Linked DNA regions of Danio rerio: region 2 is linked to region 1. Evidence: chromatin contacts called from public Hi-C data. All regions are on one chromosome and are shown on one strand. The core of a region is the stretch at or near the end of the contact, and the rest is flanking DNA. Distances in the headings are between cores, read along the strand shown.

Region 1 (7,058 bases), core at 1,755-4,254:
TTAACAATACGTGCTTTTAACATCCTCAAAACAGCCTGCTCTGTCTCTCTGAAACACAAACATGCATACAATATTTACACACTCACACCAAGAGACCAACAAAAGCTTGAGTTGGCCTCTGGAAGAATGTTATTAAAGAGAGCTTACAACTCCTAGACTGTCTGCGAAATGTTTATTTTTTTAATGCGACAGGCTCCATACTTTATCTACCCCCTGCCTGCGATGGCCATCCCACTCACTAGAAAGAACAGCAGCGTGCCATAAAACTTCAGTTTCAACACTTGGCTCACTCACTCATCAGTGCATCAGATGAACTTTTGCATGCTGGCCCAGAAACAGCTCCAGCCAAAGCTGCCTAATAAACCGTGCTAACAGAGGCCCCAAGAGACTCGAAAAGACCATGTAATAGTTTCAAAAAAATGAAGAAATAAATTAACACAAAATAAAGAAACAATTTGAAACTGTTGTAGTGGTGAATGATTACTTATAGTATAACCAACTGGACTGTTATGGTGAAAAGTAATGTGACCCGCAACTTTCTTACCTTGTGTTGTGCAATTCCACTGACCGGCTTCATGTTCTGTCCAGCCAGAACCATGGACTTACATTCCACACAGGAGCCAATTGTTAACTGCTTGCCATTGTCAATTACCAGGGTCTGGCTGACTCTTGGAGCATAGAGAAACACAGGCAAGCGATCAACACACACCGCTTTCAGCCCAAGAGGTCTCTTCTTCTCTTTCCTGCAGAAGAAGCAGATGAAAGTGTTGCAGTTATACTGGCGTGCCCAGGGGCTGCTGGACGGGCCTGATCCTGAGCCTTGACTCTCATGTTGGGACCACTGGCCCATAAGGTCATGGTAACACAGTGCACAGGCAGACACTAGGCCCGTGGCATCAGCAGGGCGGGCACGGGGAGCGGGAGGGTGGACTGTGAGAAATGGGAAAAAGGGCTCCCGTTCTCCACAACGCCCTGGAGGGTTAACGTGAAGCTGATACTCTGTTGCTCCAGAGAGCTCCTCCCCACACAAGTAACATATGGAGGTGTGGCTTGCGGTTGTTGTGGAAGTCTGAGATGGGGGCAACAGGGGTCTTTTGGAGGGGGATACCACGGATTCTCCTCTTCCCGTGGCCAGGTGGTATCTCTCAAGAAAAGTGTTGACGGACATTATGAGCTCCTCACTTAGACAGAGGCAGTATTCTGCCCATATCCTTTCCAAGATGCTGTGACACGCCACACAGCAGCGTACCCTTCCATTCCTCACACTCTGAGCATTCGGGGGGCACGGTAGCAAGTTTATGAATGGAAAATACATTGCACTGCGGGATTTACTTGCACCAGCATGGGTGTATGCCATCCTGACCTCTCGACTGCAGTCATGCCCACACAGATAGCAAGCCTCCCTATTATTCTGTGGCATAGAGGGGAGCGGGTGAACTTTTGGTAGCACATCTACACATTCGTTCATGGCAGGTGGAGAAAGAGGGGTTGCCGCACTCGTGTTTAGAGGTACTACATAGAGTCGCTGAAGGACAGGCACATCTGCCAGCTCAAACCCTTGCCACTGCTGCATGAGGGAAGAGTGGCAAGTGGTACACACCAAAGTGTATCCACCTAGGCTGAGGGGCACAGCACCTGCTGGAGGGGTGTGGAGCCACAGAAAAGGAAAGAAGGGTTCACTGGATGCTCTCTCCTGCTTCTGTACAAACACTTTGAAGCGGCCTCCTGCTGAAAGACTGCTTCCACAAATATAACAGGCACATCCATCAGCAGAAAGACTGGCATGGCTCTTGACGGTTTGGCTCCTCTGTACATCAAAGTGAGATGATGCTGCGCACTCTCTGTCGTCATCGCTGGTGATGTTGATCTCACAGCTGTCCGGTGCGTCAGAGTCACCAATAGATGCATTCATCCACTTACCACACGCAATGGTGTCGTTATCCTGAAGGGGGGTGCGCACAGATCGACAGTCGTACTGCTGCAGAGCCATGGACACAGATGAGCTCGATGTGTGATTGATAATTTTAGTCGTGCGACGATCTGATTGGGGTATGTCCTGACTTGGGTAAACTCTGGCTGGATATCGTACTGACTCGGGACTGCTTTTAACGCTCTTTCTGCTGCTTTCTCTTGATGCTTTATTAGACCCACGAAAACCTGTAGTACTGTTACTATTTATTATACACGCTGACAAGTCCAAGTCCTGCTCGGACAGGTCATTATCAGAGAACGAGGAAATGTCAGAGTCGTTGCCGTCATAATTCCCGGCGCTCATTCTCCGCTCCAGATCGTAGGTTATGTTTCGTAAATCGCACTGGTAGGGTCTTTTGAGCCAGTACATGCGCTTCTCGATGGGTGTCCTGTTGCGCTCGAATGAGTTCCACTGTTCGCGCAGAAAGCAGTGACACACGGCGCACACCAGAGCTTCCCCATCCGGACCGATCTCCGGCGCGCCTGGAGCCGGGTCCTGGCCTTGCAGGAAAGGGAAAAACGGCCCATCCTTTTCTCTCTGGTATTTTACCTGCAAGCTCAGCTCTTTCCCCGCAGTCACCCCGCTCCCACAGATGAAACAGTGGACGAAGAAGATCCCGTTGCGCTCGGGTCTGCACACGCTGCCGGGTAGAGAGCTCTCCTCCCCAGACAGACCTGAAGCCATGCGCTGTTGCGCATTGGAGGTCAGCGTGAGCTCCGAATCGTTCATAGTTCCATGTGTAACAGCTTCAGAATCACAAGCAGCGTGATTTCAAAGCCTGAAGCTATCTTTTTTGCGGTTTCTCACTTAAGTAACGCCATTGATCCCGCGGAAAAAACTCGCTCCTTCCGCGAACTCACTCGCTCCGCAATAACACAATTTTAATTGTGTATTTATCCAGAAAACACACCAAGAAGTCGTTAGGAGTCACATCCTCATGGCTAACTTTGTAATCCGTGTGCTGTTATAGAGCAGAAAGTCTCATTGAAGTTGCCTGGCGAAGTTTCCTTTCCTCACATTGTGGCTGTGAGCTGAACACAGCGCCATCTCTCTCTCTCTCTCTCTCTCTCTCTCTCTCTCTCTCTCTCTCTCTCTCTCTCTCTCTCTCTCTCACTCTCTCACACACACACACACACACATACACACACACACACACACACACACACACACAACATTAGTTTCACTGCATTCGTGAGAGGTCCTGTTCATTAGTCAGTGCTGAACTGGTTTAATTATATGAGGACATTTTACTTCAGAAAAAAAAGTCAGAGAGGGAGAGAGAGAAAAGTGTGCGAGAGAAAGTGTTTGTCACTAATGAGTACAACTCAGAAAATTCCATTGCACCTATATCAGGTTTCTCCTCTCTGTTTTTTTTTTTTTTTTTTCAAAATAATGTTGTTAAATTAATAATAACATTCAATAATAATTGTTGATGATGTCAAATTTAAACATGATTTGGACAAAATAACTAGTTCAAAGGCCAGTGTTCAACAAATTGCAAATGGCACTAATATGCAGTATAATGCATCCGTCTTTCGGATGAGACGTCATCGGATGAGACGTTAAACCGAGGTCCTGACTCTCTGTGGTCATTAAAAATCCCAAGGCACTTCTCGTGAAAGAGCAGGGGTGTAACCCCGGTGTCCTGGCCAAAGACCCTCTATCGGCCCTTACGATCATGGCCTCCCAATCATCCCCTCTCCACCGAATTGGCTCTATCACTGTCTCTCCACTCCACCAATAGCTGGTGTGTGGTGAGCGCACTGGCGCCGTTGTCCTGTGGCAGCCGTCGCATCATCCAAGTGGATGCTGCACACTGGTGGTGGTGTGGAGAGACCCCCCCTCATGATTGTGAAGCGCTTTGGGTGTATTGCCATACACAATAAATGCGCTATATAAATACACATTACATTACATTTTACATTACATTACATAAACACAATGTCCTGTAATCGACAGAGACTAAGTAACCTTGAGTTTTTTAAAGCTTTGATTAAATGTGTGATATGGATAAACAATGCTAATAAACAGTTGCTGAGATTCTTGGGCAGTTCTGTATGTCACAACCTTTCGAGCAGACATACAGCAGAACATTTTTTTTTTACAAAAATATGAAACATTTGTTATGTGTGCATATCTATGAAAACTCATTTAATACTTTTATTTAAAAAAATAATGATTCAAGATGAAGTTGCATACATTGTTCTGGTGTGAATTTTTCTCTTAGTTTAACACCGTTCAAATCTCATGGTTCTATGGGCCTCGTCGATCAACTCTGATATTTAGTTCTTATTTTCTTTTGGATTCAAGTCAGTTGATTGGCTGGGCCATTTGAGCAGCTTTATTTTCTTTTTTCTGAGACTATAGTCTTTCTTGCCTGTGTTTGGGATCTTTACTTAGTCATTCATCTTCATCTTGCTGAAATGTCCACCCTGGTTTCAACTACAAAATCTGTTTTTTAACTACTGAGACTTTATAGCGGCTGTGCACACTTTCTTTATGTTTTCAATACTAGTACCCTGTGTCATTTTATTTTATTGCCCATCACCATGGGCATTGATAATTTTAACTTCTTAAAAAAATGTTGTCATAGGATCCGTACCGGCCAGCAGGGTCCCTGCCCATCACTTAATTTCTAATTTAATTTCACTTTTTTTTTTGTACAGTGTGTATGGATTATAAAAAAGTAAATTAAGGGATTTTTAGGTTATCTTGGCTAAATTTTGCCTTAACTTATAGTTGCATGAAATTCTTTGCAGCTTCAGAGCATGCTGACAACCAGACTAAGACCAATCCTAGTGATTTATGTTGGTTTCATTGTCAATGCTACAATAAAATAATGTGATTTTTCAGTCACTCCATGCTCTTGGCTATTTACATATATTTTTTATCTATTAGAATTAAAAAGAAGCATGTTTAATTGTATTAGCAATCATTTTATATATGTTCATACTGTATATATCCACTTCAGATTTAAATATCGGGGATATAGATAAGAGAGATAGAAAAAAAGATTAATGATTAATAAAAACAATACGAATACAGTGCTCAGCATAAATGAGTACAGCCCCTTTTTAAAATGAATATTTTTATTAATTTCTTTGTGAATGTAGATAATAATTTTTGTTGCATTTAAACAAAACAGATTTATGTTTTGAAATGGTGCGTTATCAGCTATCAAAAGATGGGTACACTGTGGTCATAAAGGAATGGACATGGTTAGCAACAAAAATGGCTGTGGCACTGACACGAGGTCAATTGGTAAATACCCCCCACACCATCATCGATTCAAGGCAGGATGGATCCATGCCAAATCTTGACCCTATACCTACCAAATGTCGCAGCAGTAATAGAGACTCATCAGATCAGGTGACGTTTTTCTATTCTTCTATTTTATTCTCCTGTGTGAATTGTAACCTCAGTTTCCTGTTCTTAGCTGACAGGAGTGGCACCCAGTGTGGTCTTCTGCTGCTGTAGCCAATCCCCTTCAAAGTTCAACATGTTGTGCGTTCAGAGAAGCTCTTCTGCATACCTTGGTTGTAACGAGAGGTTATTTGAGTACTGTTGTCTTTTTATCAGCTCGAATCACTCTGGCCCCTGTCCTCTGACCTCTGGCATCAACAAGGCATTTGTGCCCACTGATATGCTGGTCTCTGGATATTTGAACTGCAGCAGATAGTCTTGAGCATGTCTACATGCCTAAGTCCATTAAAATGCTGTCATGTGACTAGCTAACTAGAAAATTGCATTAACAAGCAGTTGGAAAGGTGTACTTAATAAAGTAATATATATAGGGTGAGGCAGTGGCGCAGTAGGTAGTGTGTCGCCTCACAGCAAGGTCGCTGGTTCGAATCTCGGCTCAGTGGGCATTTCTGTGTGGAGTTTGCATGTTCTCCCTGCCTTCGCGTGGGTTTCCTCCGGGTGCTCCTGTTTCCCCCACAGTCCAAAGACATGCGGTACAGGCGAATTGGGTAGACTAAATTGTCCATAGTGTATGAGTGTGTGTGTGGATGTTTCCCAGAGATGGGTTGCGGCTGAAAGGGGATCCGCTGCGTAAAAACGTGCTGGATAAGTTGGCGGTTCATTCCGCTGTGGCGACCCCGGACAAGAAAATGAATGAATGAATGAATGAATATATATGTGTATATATATATATATATATATATATATATATATATATATATATATATATATATATATATATATATATATATATATATATATACACACACACACACACACACAGGACTTAAGACAATGAAGGGGCACATGACACAATTATAAAACTGAAAAATATATATTTTTTTATTGTGACGTTTAAATCACAAAAGTAAATACAACTGTCTTTATGCCCAGGACAGCTGTATCATTACTCTTGTATTTATTAGGTGCTAAATAATACATAAAGCTTTTATTTCAGTAAAATACTGCAGCTATAGCTGAAGTTGAGAAGCGTGTGGCACTTACAGTAAAAGTTTCACTGCGTGTTGCTATTGAGGGGGGAGAAAAAGCCTCCCCATCGCCCTCTGGAGGACATAGGAAAGAACGACGCAGCTGGGCTGTCCCTTGCTGCTCTGAAACAGACAGAAGTCAAAAAGAAATGCAAGTAAAGAAGAAATAAAATTTAAGTAGATACTAGCTGGGACATGGAGAAGTGTATTAGCTGACAAATGAAGGAGAACCAAAAGCTTACAGCACCTGGTATTTACAGGTGGTCTCCCATCCAAAGTACTAACCAGGGCCAACCCTGCTCACTAGTATAGTATTTGAATGCAGCCTTAATGACGCAAGCTGAGATTGCACATCTCAAAAATGCAATATTATCACACCGTTTGTACAATATCGTACATTGTAAAAACGGTGTGGTAAAAAGTTAAATAGAGAGTTGAATAGTAGATAAAACATGACAAAACCTTTGGTGTAAAAACATAAAAATATGCCAACCTGTTTTCACCTAATAAAATAAAATAGCTTTTAAATGTATCCTTTCACTTTTCCCTTGAAAATACACCAAACATCTAACAATATTTTTTTCACTGTGATTCTTTTCCATATTGCCCTTTTCACTAAAATCACCAAAGATTTC
Region 2 (7,058 bases), core at 2,086-4,585, 270 kb before region 1:
AATGCGATAAAAACAAAGAAATCAGCATCTCCACCTTTGTATGCTTTCCTTGTGCCGTGTCTGTTGTGATTTCAAACTACGAGTGAGAATAGACGAAAGTCAGTGTTTACTAATCTAGATTAATCTGCTGATCTGCTGTAACAGTAGAGCTGCTGCCCTTTTGGCACAATCGCAAGCCACAATATAACAAAACACACAGGGACTCCAATGAACAGCCCACTTCTGACCTGACCATGCGTAAACACACACAATAATCCCAGTGGCTCCACTGTGCTGCGGCCTACTGCTGAGATAAGAGGTGTGCTGCCCTGGAGAGCGTTTAATCTTTAACCAGCAACAGATTTGCCTATCAGCTCATTAAAGCGGTCCAGATCTGCAGGACAGAGCTATCTGCTGTCATTCATCTGGAATTACCCCGCGTGTGTGTGCGTGACTCAATCTAACATGGCCCTCGGGGAGAGTGTGTGAGGATATATACACACACAGACATACAAACACATGCTTGACCCAGAATGACTGGTTTTATCACTACAGTCTGAATAAATGAGAATGCACACAGCAAAAAGGAAACTACAGTCCGCACAAAAACAAACACAACACTCCCCTTTCACGGAACACTATCTGGAAGTGCTTGCAGACTCATCTTTATGACAAGCACACGGCAGCTTGCTCATACTCACCCACACATATTTCACCACATTAAATCACCTCGTAATTTCACATCATTCACCCTTATTTAGAAAAAATGCAAGTGAAGGGTTTTGTTCAGGCCTTGGGCATCTTGTAACATGAGTATGGTCTCCAAATAGTCCATTTACATATTTTGTCATGTTGTGTTAATTCTGGGAACTGTAAATTGCATTAGATCTTATTAATTATCAAATGACACCTCTGAACTCTTGTTTCTTTGGTTTTAAAGTTGTTTTTAATAAGATTGCCATTTTTCTTAATGCCAGTAGCATGGCAATGTTTTACCAATAATTGAAGGGTATTGCACTTTTGATAAAACACAGCACTCTTCACTGTCACTCTTTAATGAGCCAGCCAATCACAGAGAGGATAAGGATGATGGGACAAATACCAGTAGTACAGTATCATAATAGGCGAAGCATTTGATCTTAAAGGTGCTATATGTAAGTGTTTGACTCTTCTAAAGCATAAAAATACCATAAAATGTTTGCATATACTTAAGAGACACGCCGAGTGAACATTCTTGTTTATCTGAAAAACAATGCTGAAGTCAGTTATTCTGCTTTGAAAATGGGCATTCTGTGCAGGTTCTTTTAACCCGCTCAATGCCAGTTTAGCCAATTATATTTCAGCATCCCGGGTTGCCTTGTTGGAAAAATGCATATTTCTCTTAAAGCATGTGTCTGTGACCAAAATGTGAGCTCTGGAGGATGGTAGCAAACTCCGAAACGAGACGCAGATTCAGAGTTGCACATGAGGTTATAAATTAACAAATAATATAAATATTATGAATGTAAACATAAGGTGAGCAGGTTACATTGTAACACCGTGTCATAACAACACGCTACGTGATATGATTGGCAGTGATAAGCAATTTGGCTGTTTGCACCAGACGAAACACATTAAAAATACAGCCTCACAAAATGGTAAGGTTTATAATCTAATAATACAAATTAAACCTCTTTAATAGCTGATATGGGTTGGTTTTGAGTCACAGTTCTAAAGGTCAATTCTAATAAGTTTATTTTATTTTCAAGATCTGAGGTGAACTATCTGCTGCTGCTTTCTGTAGTATAGCAATAAATGTCATGTAAAATGCCATTCAAACTCATATTGTTAGCATTTAACACTGAATAAAGCACATGAGGTGTACCTGATGTCATCATTGTCAGTTTTCTGTCGTTCAGCTGCAAGAAATAGAAGCTGTTTCCAATATATAAATTCCAGGTGTTGGTTGAACTCCTGGTAATATGGAGAATATTCCTTCTATCAGGTGCCGTTGCTTGTATTTAAAACACGATTCAAATCAGCCTTTAGGTTCGATTGTTAGACTACCTCCTTGGTCCTCAACTTGGCAAGTAGAACTTGCATTTGTTTTTATCCAGGAATGCAAAGTTGCATGTTTTCAAATATGTACAGCTAGGCTTTTCCAAAAAGTGCTAACATTTTCAGCTAGCTAAAAGTGTGGTGGACACATGACCTAAGAGATTTAAGCTTAAATGAGACCTTTTATGTAAAAATCACTTTTATAAGGGTTGAACACAAACACAGTTGTGTGGCAAGTGTTTGTGAATATACCCAGCCTCTAATGGTGAAAATATATTAATTCTATTTTTTATAATCACACTGGATAAAAACAATCAGGACAACACTTTGATTAACATTCTTCCTTTGTGCGTGTCATCGGAGGCGGAAATTCCCATTCATTAGTGACAATCTTTCTGTCTCATTAGCATAAACATCCCTGAGTGTGAAGCAGCCATCCATTCTTTGTGTTTTCAAATAATTCCTGTCGAAGATCATTTTTAAAAGAAGACTGGGAGCTTAAAATTAAATATAAAGTGACAGTCCTAAAAACGGCAAAATTTGACTCAAGTAGGCAGTTTCAAAGAGTTAAAAAACAGTATTTGTGGGGTATTTTGAGCTGAAACTTCACATAAACACTCTAGGGACATTAGAGACTTATTTTACATTTTGTAAAAAGGATCATAATAGGTCTCCTTTAATGTGACAGTTCTTTAAAGTCACGTGTGCTTTCTACACTGCTAAAACTGCTGGATAGAGAAATACATGAGCGACTTCAGCTTTACACGCACACACACTTACACACATGCGCGCACACACACACACACACACACACACACACACACACACACACACACACACCATATGACATTCAGCTGATCTGGCAGCTGGCTGTGGCACTTCCAGGTGGTTCATAATGAAGCCTTTCTCCTGTGTGTGTGTGTGTGTGTGTGTGTGTCATGCGCAGAGACTATTGAAGACAGCACTAGCAGAACAACAGTGTGTGAGCACTGTGGGGAGTGAAGAATGCTGCCTTTTTATGTATTGTGTTGGTGTGGAGGATTTTGGGCCACCTCTGTTGCAGCCCCTAAGGGTTTCCTGTCAGCTGAGGACAGTCGACCAGTGTGGCGATTATGGGGACTGAGCTGTAAGTGATACTGTGACGTTAAACTGCCCTGCTGCTTCACCCCACCACACGACACTCAAGAACCTCCGACACACTTACACACTGTGACAAAACGGCCGCAGACCTGGACAGAACACACACAATGTGAGCACTATGCTGTATGAACTGCAGGGTGATAAGACAAGGTCTGGGCGAGCGTGTGTGTGTCTTATCTCTGGCTTCAGCGCTGCTTGCACTGCGTTTGTTTAGCCGTGTCTTATCGCCACCACAGGGATTACAGAAGCTACTTTCACACACTGCTGTGGTGTTCTCAACGCTTGCATCTGGGGCCAAAATGCACTCATCCGGATCCCCTCCAAAAAACATAGGACTAGACATATGGCGATTATATTCAACAATCCTGATAATATTCATATCATGAGCAATTCAAAACACTGTGAATAATTACTTCATTTAATTGATGTCTTTTAGGAATATTCAGATTGTTGCTTTATCACTGCAGTATTTGTTGCTTTATCACTACGATGAAGACTTCATAGTTAATATTACATTCAAACTAACATTTTTGCATGTTAACCTGGCCTACGGCATTGAAAATTCTGTAAATATTTAAAGGCATTTTGTTCATTAACTCTGTACAGTAATGGCCCGTTTCCACTGAGTGGTACAGTACGGGTCGCCTTAATCAAGCTAGCGTTTCCAATGGAAAAAAAGAGTACCAATGGTACACTTTTGGTGAGCATAGTGTAAGACAGAAAGTTTCAGTCAATGTCATTCTCACTTGAGGAACTGTCAAAGTAAAGCTATACGGGTCGTTCACATATAGTTGGACAAACACTTCTCACAAAAACAGATGCTGAATGCACATAAATACTTGTGTATAAATGCTCATTACTAACTTTTATATGAACATGATTTGATTATAACTGCAGATCAATGTTAATTATGTAAAATAAATAATTGCAAAATATATGAACACATACAGACCCTTACACTCTCCGATATGTTACCAATTAGAGAAAAAACTACACACAGCATACATTTAGTCCTTATTTGGGTTTAAAAACAACACACAACATATAGCCCTCACCCACAGTCAGTGCAAACCTCTCATCCGTATCTTTAATCTTCACCAGCACATGTAACCTCTTGTTAGATAGTAATTCCATCATTCTGAGTTCATAAAAGTCCATAAGGTGATGATAATAGTTAAATATGGCAGTTTGATCGTGATTTAGCTTGCTGAAAGAATCATTTTCAAGCTTCTCCTTTGTTTTTTCAAGCTTTACGCTTCTGATAGAATCAGATGTCAGACGTCCATCAATTATCTTGCGCACGTTATTATCATGAGCTCGAAAAGTTATTTAAAAAATAGACGTGCGATGAGCGTATGCGAGAAAGCAAAACTGCTTGTGCTTTAGACAGCCTTGTAACGATACTCCCAAAATTATTTCTCAGAAATCCGCAGATTTTTACTAAAATTCTCTTCAGAAATAGCAAAAACCGTCAGCAGATTCCATTTGGCCCTAGTTATGATCAATTAATTAAATGGAGTTAGTAAGTAATAAAATTCAGTTGTACTTTAACAAATAACTATATTTCTATTTATCGCTACTGATTTTAATGCATTAAGTAACGCTTACTAATGAGACTTCATTGTGTTCAAGTGTTATCTAAATTGCACTTTATCTGAACATCTAGACACTTAAGCAATACAGTATATACAGCAACAAACAGTGATTTTGGTTATAAATTAGGCTTTATTGCAGATTAGGTCAATACCGTGATACTACTGTATGTCCCGTATTAAAAGCTTCAACAATTATTTCCAACAAGAAAATCTGATACCTCAGGACAAAAAATCTGTTTAGTTCTAAATATCTAATAAAATCTCTTTATATTAGAGCTGCTCAATATGTGGTTTCAGCATCGATATGGCAATGTGATCATTCACAAAATCGTATCACAGAATATATGCAATGTTGAGTTTGTATTATAAATTATCATTTGCATGTGGTTTTGATGCCAGGGGAATGTATAATGATTTTAAAAGCTGTCAGGTATTAAAGAAAATTACTGTTTTTAATTATGTTGAATTTTTTTGATTTTTATCAGTTAGTTTACTTAAATACTGTTAGGGAAATGATAAAACACTTTATTTCATATGTATTAATTTATAGATTGTATTTATAGATTGTTATGCATGAAAATACTCACAACACATGCAAATACAGAAATGCACAGCAAATAGCACAGATTTCAATGAAAATGTGTTGGGGGACATCTAAAAAGTTTATAGATGGATTTTATGAGGTGCATAGAGTAAACATTACTTCATAAATCTCTAAACACGTGCAACAACACATGCAAATAAAGAAATGCACTGCAAATAGCACAGACAACAAGAAAAATGTATGGATCCCAAAAATGTTAAAGATTTATGCATTACCATTGCAGAATTATTCCAATTTATCTAAAATTATAAATTCTTTCCAAATAGAGATCTTAAGTCATCTGGTGAAGCTTTCTGAGTCCTTACTTGTTTTTTGACTTTTAGATTGATCTATTATCAAAATTAAGGGTTATTTAATTATTGAACTTTTTTAGACTTTGCATTTTAAATCCACTTTAAAACCCAGTTTGGCTGAAACAACATGTCTGATTCGTGAAGGAAAAAAGTAACAGAGTCCTCCATGTGCGAATACATACACATTACGATAAGTGAAGTGCATCATAGAAAAATACATAAATAAACCATGTAAAACATGTTGACTTTCATTTTGCTTAATTCGGCCAGCCCCATTAAATGTTAAGTAATCCTTTATAAAGACGCAATATATCCTTTATCAGCCTCTGAAATGACTTTTCCTTTCTGCAGAAGTAATGAAGGTGGCATGGCTAAAGAAAAACAGAAATATTAACAAAATAAACTCACGGCCTGACATGCATGACTCAATCAAGTCCCACTCCACATTATTTCTAGTGTAATATTCTATCAAACTGTAAAGTTAAATATGGTCTAATTGTATTTTATTAAGCTATAGGCTTCTGTCTATTTTAATTGAAAGCCTATCCAATTTGCCATTGGGAACACAATTTCTCTTGCATGTTTTGGTGGCACACAGCGCTGCGGAGTCTGATACGAAGGTGCTGACAGTTGAAAGGTCTGGTTTCCAGGTCGTGGACGCTGAATGCTGCAACATGTCGAGGCCGATCTGGTGTCAAAGATAACATCAGATAACAGCTGTGAGCCGGGGACGCCCGTCACCGCCCGTCCTGCACATTACCCAGCATGCCAGAGCATTTGCATATGCAGAGCCAGGGCTGTGTTTGACTAGGGTGGATAGGCAAATCAGAGCAGTAAGCTTTCTCCCTGAGCTGAGGTCGTGACAAGATTGAACGATATGTAACTGACGGTTGCTTGTGTGCGCATGTGGTCTGTTGTGTGACTGCCTTGGAGCTACAGCTTACACAGGAAGTGCTCACTTAGTTGCTTTCTATTCATACCTACGCTATGTGGTTTAGTACAGCCATGCAAAATTAGAAAATAAACATGAGTCCATAACCTTCAGAGGGCGCTATCTCACATTCTGGTGAGTAAGGATAGTGTGACACTAAAAGCGTACCTATTTAAAAGAGCTTTCGCATGTAAAACCCTCACTCTCATGTTAACTCACATACATTTAGGAAAAAGACTGTTGTTAATGAAGTAAACACAGTTACGCCTCTAGTTTGTTTTATTGGGTATGCTATACATTAAACAGTGTTTAATGATTGGATGAGTGAAAGAAAAACATCTGGGATCTGATAAAATCCCTGCGCTTACTGTAGAGATCTGTTCAGACTCATCACAAAACAAACGCAGACAAAAAAAAAAGAGGAAGTCTGTAAGAAGTATACTGAAAGTAGCTTGCGGTTATCAAAAAAAACTGCAAGA

Evidence for each region. Hi-C and Micro-C count contacts between places; a contact is called where the count stands out from the background.
Region 2: a Hi-C map of hematopoietic stem cells shows a contact between it and region 1, with 2.3 times the contacts expected there. The contact joins the enhancer-like site here to the promoter of gse1b in region 1. A contact is called at or near these places in 2 of 18 Hi-C or Micro-C datasets (hematopoietic stem cells and an unstated tissue) and 1 of 4 datasets of contacts at active chromatin or transcription factors (caudal fin).

Annotation. Positions count from the first base shown.
Region 1 is chr18:31,708,121-31,715,178 of GRCz12tu, reverse strand. gse1b (Gse1 coiled-coil protein b) reads right to left here and starts at 3,004. Exons shown (of 17, transcript NM_001430859.1): 1 at 545-3,004. The coding sequence starts at 2,701.
Region 2 is chr18:31,981,723-31,988,780 of GRCz12tu, reverse strand. All of the region lies in intron 2 of gse1b (Gse1 coiled-coil protein b), which reads right to left. Among named protein-coding and RNA genes, the nearest start is that of gins2, 70 kb to the left of the region's middle. Within about 2 kb of position 3,335, at least 40 of the 62 cell types and tissues checked have an H3K27ac peak or open chromatin away from gene starts, as enhancers often do. A contact at or near this core is called in hematopoietic stem cells, where this site is marked.